2 separate regions of the Mus musculus genome follow, and region 1 is linked to region 2. Evidence: chromatin contacts called from public HiChIP or PLAC-seq data. All regions are on one chromosome and are shown on one strand. Each heading gives the region's core, a stretch centred on a gene start, on an enhancer-like site or on the middle of the called end of the contact. The rest is flanking DNA. Distances are from core to core; before and after follow the strand shown.

Region 1 (3,368 bases), core at 221-2,720, 110 kb after region 2:
GTGCAACCATGCCTAGCTTTAAAATGGACTTCAAATGTAAATATAAGGTGCATGTAAAAAAAAACAAAACAAAACAGCTCGGGAAGTAAATGTATGTAGTCTAAGGGATTTTCATATAATGAGCCCCCACACAGCAACCACTGGTGTGAAGAAACCAGCTTCCTCGTGCCTGTTTCACCACTGTCCTTCAGCAACCCCCCCCCAGATGATCAACACCCTGATTTCTGCCACCAGTGATTGATTTTGCCCATTTTACATTGTGTCTAAGTGGGACACGGCATTATTCCTTTGTCTGGCTTCTTTTACTCCATGTTACCACTCACTACTTCCGTTGTTCTATATTGTGGAGGTTCACTCAGTTTTGCTGTCTTATGGTACGGCACTGTATGGTCCTACACTGTACTGTGTCGGGCTGTGGTCAGTATGAGTCCGCACCCCTCCATGATGAGCTGTCCATATCATCTCCAACACTGGCAGTTCCCTCCTTCTCCTCTAGGATTGTGGGTAATAATAGTTCACTATGGTTTTCGTATGCCATTCCAAGTGGTTTTTATATGCTAATTGGGTCCTTTGAATATCATCCCTGTGTAAAGTGTGTGCCTTTTACATTTTGTTTTTCCTTTTCTTTGGGGACTTTTAATTTTTAAAAATGACTCGTAGAAATTCAAAATATGGATTTTCTAAACCTTCTAAACCTTGAAGATGAGGGCTTTGAAAAGAGGGCCAAGAATTCAGAACTCAGAACATAGAATATGCTTCCCTTTGGTTAAGAAAGGTAATATTTGGATTTAGGTAAAGGGACCCAGATCTTGTCACCTTTAAATCTGTTACAACTTTCTTGCAGCTGGATTATAAAATCAGCTGGGTGTGCTCGAAAAGCTTTGATCCCTTCCTAAAGTCATGTTGAAAACAAATCCCCTCCAGAGCCCAGGTGTTGAGAGGTGAGAGGATAAAGAAGCAAGGCTTGGAAGAAATGATGGGGCCCAGCACGGCTCCTTCCTTGTTAATGAATTTACAACCCTTTTGAAACATGTTTCATGAGCAGGTGGCAAGATAGCTCTCCCATATTTTGCTTTGTGAGGACCTAGCAAGAAGTTCCTCATTAGGCCAAATGTAGGCACTGCACTCTTGGAGGGTCTTCCCCACCTTCCAGAGCCTCAAGAAACAACTTTCTGTTCTCTATAAATCGCCCAGTCTGCATTCTATTTTAGTGTGACAAAATGTACCCAGACAGACTTTGAGATGACAGATCACTTATGAGAGATTTTGACAGAGATTGGAAACAGACAGTTAATCTGAGTTAAATTAACGACACAGATTAAGCACTGTACAACAATGGCAAATGGCAGGAGCGTCTTTGGAGAATAGAGAAGAAGAGCTCGGTTTTTAGGAGCACAGAGTACAAGGAGGGGCGTGGGAGAAGCTGTGAGGCAGAGACTGTGTCCATCTGGAAGCCACTTTCTTGGAAATCTGCATACCCTGGCTGAGGAGACTTAATGCAGCATGTTCTATTAGCTACCAGGGCTCATTCTCCCTGGTAGAAGACTTGGAGCCTCGACAGTTTTCTTACTCTTAGCTTCCTTAGGCAGAGTTTGCTCTCAGCATATGGGGGCAGCGGTCAGGGAGAGGCATTCACGAGCAGCTTCAGGTTCGGCTTTTGGGATAAGGGCTTGTAGACTCCAGGGGCTTCCTGCCAACAGGTCGAAGGCATGCTGTCTGTTGAGTGCTATGCTTGGGACGAGTCCCAAGTTCAGGGTAGGGGGTAGAGACGGGAATTCCTTTCTGACCCCAAGACATAATCAATTTATGCTCAGGGTCCTGGAATTTAATTACCCATCTTGTCTCAGCTTGAATAGCTGCAACTGGGGCGGCTCATAGTTACAAAAGTATCTGGTTCTTTACAGTCCAGCGGCAGCCCCAGCCTGGCTCCCCCCAGCCCCCACCCTGCAACAGTGATTAATTGGAAAGGGTGGGAACTGGGGAAATCCTTTCCCCTCCCTTCAGTCCTGCCAACTTGGCTCTGAACCTGCAAGAGTAATTTGAACAAAGATCATGTGTCCTTTCCTTGTTACCTGCTCTCTTCCCTCTCACCCTCAGCTCTTCCCCGTGTTGTACATTCTCTTTGGCACTCTGGCGTGTTTACATTTGTTAGGTTCATGGTGACCCCTGTTTTTTTAATGGGCTCCTTTAGGCTTCTGTGTGATTTATTTCTCCTCCTTTGAGCTTTTGACCATGAAATCAGCAGCCCTTTGTTCTAAGGTTTGTGGAGAGATTCTTCCATTGTTCCTCTCAGGATGGAAATGTGATTATATATTTTTTTCTTAAAATGAAAGGGAGATAAGCTGGACCCTTTGAGTTGAATGAGCATCTTAGTGATACATAACAGTGACACAGGTTCCTTTGTTCGGGGCTTCATTTTCTGTATATGTTGGCGAGATGCATTCAGGGTGTTAGATAACACAATGGTTTGTTTAATGGCATTTCTATACTCACATTAGTAAGCTATTCATTATCATGACTAAATTCCTGAGACAGTAACTTGGAATAAGAAAATATTTACTTTAGGTCAAAGTTTTAAAAGTTTCAGTTCAAGTTGGCTAGAGACACTGTTTTGGGCCTAGGGTGAAGCAGAGTATCGTGACAGCAGGAATATGTGATAGTGGCTGCGGTGATGGCCAGGGAGCAGACTAACCATGTGGCTCCCAAAAGCTTGAGTCACGTGACCTTCTTCCTCCATCCAGGATTCATATTGCACAGTTCTCCTGCCTCTAAACGGTCTACTCAAAATATGAATCCATCAGTGCATTTCAGTATTACATCATGACCAGTGTGACCTCCTCCTCTGGAGACACCTTCATACCCTGCCCAAGGGCGTGCTTCCTTAATCATCTTGTTGTCTCTTAATCCAACCAAGTTGACAACTAACATCAGCTATCTCAAAATCATAAGTTATCTGTCCATTCCCCTAGGACATTTACTTATATTGTTCCCGTTATTGTAAATGGTAAATGATCAGTCTCATCAAATCTGGGGTACACTCTACTGGGTAACACCACACCAACAAACTTCCTATGAGCAAATTTCTTTTAGAATCATTGCCTGGGGCCTGGTTCTAAAAGAAATCTCTTCATAGGAAGTTTGTTCCTTTCTACCGTGAAGATTAAAGTTGCATCCACAATCAACACTATGCCATTCAGGTTTCTACTACTATAACAAAATACCTATGGCAGTCAACTTAGAGTGAAGACAGGTTTGTTCTGGTTTTAGAGGCTTCATTCCTTAGTTACTGGACCATGTTGCCTTTGGGACTATAGTGATGTAGTCTACATTAGTGAGAGCACATGGTTCAGAAACCGATCACCTCATGA
Region 2 (3,465 bases), core at 817-3,316:
ACGTTCTAAAATTTCAGAAATAGTCTCATCAAAGTGCTTCATGTCCTGATCTAACGGAATCCGATCTTTTTCCAAACTGTTTCCAAGGGCTTCCAGTGAAGCCCTGCTTCCTGATCCTCCTGCCTCGGGCTGGGGTTATAAGCATGCAGAAACACACCTAGATTCTGTCAGCTCGACCTGCTGCCTTTCCTATAATCTGATAAGTTCCTAATTGGAATATGGATAAGATTAATATGTTAATGGTTCAAAAGAGAAGACAGAATGACGTCATTGGACGTGGCCCTGAGACATAAAGCAACCTGTGGAACACTCTTTGATCTGTGTTCATTGGTGTCTCAGATAAGGACCCCAAGGTTAAATAAGAGTTGGAATGCCAGAGTGAAGTTGAAGCAGGCTCTTTACCGCAGAGCCTCCAAGGTCTTCAATGCACGAACGTGCTCTATGGTCCTATAAGAATGGAATGGGGATGACGGCTTTCAACAGTTGCTTTATCCCAGGATCTCACTGGGGAAACACAGGTCTTGCTGAGTTTGGCGTATGCTTGGTGTAAAGATGGTGGTTGGTGCTGTCTCAGCAGCAAGGAGATACTGAAGAAGAAAGGCAACACAGGTGCTCCTGTTTCACACCAAGACTTCGGGGTGGTGCTAGTGACTCAGAGAAGGCAGAGAGGCATCCCTAGGTCAGAGAGCACCCCATTTCTCTTGACTCACCTTGTAAAGAAGCTGAGCTCAGCACAGGAGCATCCAGCCTGGAGACTAGGACTGGGTTCTTATCTCTGCCCACCTAGGACGGGGGATGAAGGACGTGCCAGCCTTGGTGCTTATGAAGCTGGCCTGCCTCCCTTTCCCTCCTTTCCCATTGCATTGAATCTTGGGAATTACTCTAGTCCCACACCTCCTGCGAAGCTTTCTCTGCTTTGTCCTCTGTCTCTCCACACACTGTAGATGGTTGGGTTCACAGCCGTGTGCCGAGCTCAGTCCCCACCCCCCCCTTTAATTCCCTCCCTTTTCACTCCTCTCTATATGAAGATTTTCCTGGTTTTGGATTTGAGGAGGATCAGAAAGAAAGGCTTCAGGCAAGGGGGCCAAGCACAGTAGGTGGCACCTCACCTTTGTTTCAGTTGGCTTCGTTCATTCATTCCTGGTGGACATTAAGTGCGTTTTAATCGCCTACCGAAAGTATTTTATCCAGAGTTCGGTAGCGTGGACAGATGCAGTGTGAGGGAAGCCGATTTCTAAGCAGATGTGTAGGAAGGACAAGCAGGAAAAGAATAAGAAAGTATGTGTTTGTTGCAGTTACAACAACAATGAAAACAAAACAAAACAAAACAAAACAAAACAAAACTCCCACCTGGAGAGATGCTACAAATGTAGATGCTGGGGTAGGTCCTGTGGACTAAAGGGGCCGACAGGGTATGATTCTGCACAACAAATGTTCCTGCTGAGTGTACACACACACACACACACACACACACACACACACACTCACACACACACTCACTGCCCAGCCTTCAGTTTCACCTCTGGCAGAGCCTAACAATTCTCAGCTCTCCTTTCCAGGGTTATTTTTGGCTAGGGCTGTTCTCTGATGGCAAAAGGTTTTAGCCCCCTCCCACCTCCCTCTCTGTCCTTACTAGGGAGAGAAACTTGCACTTGAGCTAAGCAGACTCAGGGTGTGGGGAGAGAGGGCTGTGGGCTAGGCCCCTGGCTAGCTCAGACTCCAGTGCCAGGCTGTCTTCTAGTGGAGAGTGGGCCTCTGGAGGAGCTGGAAGGCTGAGTCGGGGCACTGGACTCAAGAGTGTGGTGTGGCTGGGGACACAGGAGCTGGTCCTAGAGCTTGGCTTTGAGACACTCCCAAAGTCAGGCGAGCTGGGGAAAGGAATTGAGGACAGCTGGGCGATCCTCTGGAAAAGAGCTGGGCTGCAGAAAACTATCTGAAGGTGGAGGCAGACTCCACTCTGGGACGTTGAGGGGGACAATCCGAGAGTAGCGACGGGAGGGTGGAGAGGGGCGGGGAGGGCGCAAGGCGGAGCCGGGAGCAAGGCCAGACCGCGGGGGCCCGGGAGGGCGGCAGATCCCCGAGGCTCCCGCAGCCGCGGCAGGACCGGCCAGCGGCGCCATGGAGGGGAGCCCCATCCCAGTGCTGACGGTGCCCACGGCGCCCTATGAGGACCAGCGGCCGACCGGTGGCGGCGGGCTGCGACGGCCCACAGGGCTCTTCGAGGGCCAGCGCAACTACCTGCCCAACTTCATCCAGAGTGTGCTGTCGTCCATCGACCTGCGCGACCGTCAGGGTTGCACCATGGTGGTGGGCAGCGACGGCAGGTACTTCAGCAGGACGGCTACTGAGATCGTGGTGCAGATGGCTGCGGCCAATGGGGTGAGTGACTCTCACGCCCCGGTTTGCGGGGTCTCCACACCCTGGTCACCTCCCTGTGCTCTTTCCAGCTTCCCACCCGGGCGCACTGGCAGCCACTAGGCACAGTGGGACACTGGCCTTAGAGGAGCTGCTCTTCTCAAAGCCCCTGGGCTGGAAACTTAGGCTTCTCCGGCACCTGTTGTACTTTCTGCTGTATTCGTTCTGCATCCATTTTCCACTCCATCACAGCCTTGGGTGTCCCGTATTCCTCCAAGCGATTTATTGCCCACCTCCCTACACAGACTTTTTTCGAGTCTGCCAATATAATCTCACTCCGGTATTCTTTTATTCTATTTATTATTATTATTATTATTATTATTATTATTATTATTATTATTATTATTGCCGTAATCCTCTCTCTCCAAATCATAGCTGCCAAATTTTAACAATTATCTGCGTGGGCACACTCCAGTATTGAACCATGTGCTATTTGTCAAGACTGGGCCCCAACACTTCACTCTAGCCCAGTGGTCCTTTAGTGGTGACTTTGATTGGGACAGGAATGGTTTGGATGATTTTGGGGGCTTTGCAACCTTGGCTCTCAGTTCCCAGGAGGTCTCTAAAGGATGTAAGTGAGACTCGCAGCAGCATTCTTAACGCAATTCCTATCGCCCCTCCAAGATGCCTTCAGCATTGACCAGCCGGTCCTCTTCCTTCCCATCTGCATCCTCATTCTCTCTCCCTTCTAAGACCTCTGCAGTTTTTTTCTGCAACCTTGATTCTTAGACTTTGAGTTTCTTTCTGTCTGCTCCCTCTTCCCTACCCTACAGACAGAAGCACCCCCTTAAATGGTAAATCCATCCTGCTCTCCCCACCCCTGCTTAGCCCCAAATCTAGTTACCCAAACTTGTGACTAGCAAACTTTAGGGGGGGGTGGGTCTCTGAATTATCTGTAGGAAGTTTCCAAAAGTCATTTGAGCCTGGTGAACGCGATCAGATCCACACCCATGAAACTTTACCTGAGTGCAATCTCTTGCCGATGTCCATCTTTAAAAGTGAAAGCAGATAATTACCTGTCCTGTGGATTCTGGCCATTCCACCCCTCTC

What was found. HiChIP or PLAC-seq counts read pairs in DNA pulled down with a chosen protein or histone mark.
Region 1: an H3K27ac HiChIP or PLAC-seq map of heart atrium shows a contact between it and region 2, with 5 read pairs. The contact joins the enhancer-like site here to the promoter of Pgm5 in region 2. A contact is called at or near these places in 8 of 39 promoter capture datasets (the HPC-7 cell line, cranial neural crest, embryonic stem cells and 5 more), 4 of 15 datasets of contacts at CTCF or cohesin (the NIH/3T3 cell line, large pre-B cells and pro-B cells), 6 of 484 Hi-C or Micro-C datasets (the AML12 cell line, the HL-1 cell line, embryonic stem cells and 1 more), 7 of 115 datasets of contacts at active chromatin or transcription factors (bone marrow-derived macrophages, cardiomyocytes, craniofacial prominence and 3 more) and 5 of 9 other capture datasets (adipose tissue, embryonic tail, liver and 2 more).

The regions. Positions count from the first base shown.
Region 1 is chr19:24,752,388-24,755,755 of GRCm38.p6, reverse strand. All of the region lies in intron 6 of Pgm5 (phosphoglucomutase 5), which reads left to right. Among named protein-coding and RNA genes, the nearest start is that of Gm38581, 47 kb to the right of the region's middle. Within about 2 kb of position 1,470, at least 10 of the 459 cell types and tissues checked have an H3K27ac peak or open chromatin away from gene starts, as enhancers often do. A contact at or near this core is called in heart atrium and uterus, where this site is marked.
Region 2 is chr19:24,860,443-24,863,907 of GRCm38.p6, reverse strand. Pgm5 (phosphoglucomutase 5) reads left to right here and starts at 2,066. Exons shown (of 11, transcript NM_175013.2): 1 at 2,066-2,379. The coding sequence starts at 2,119.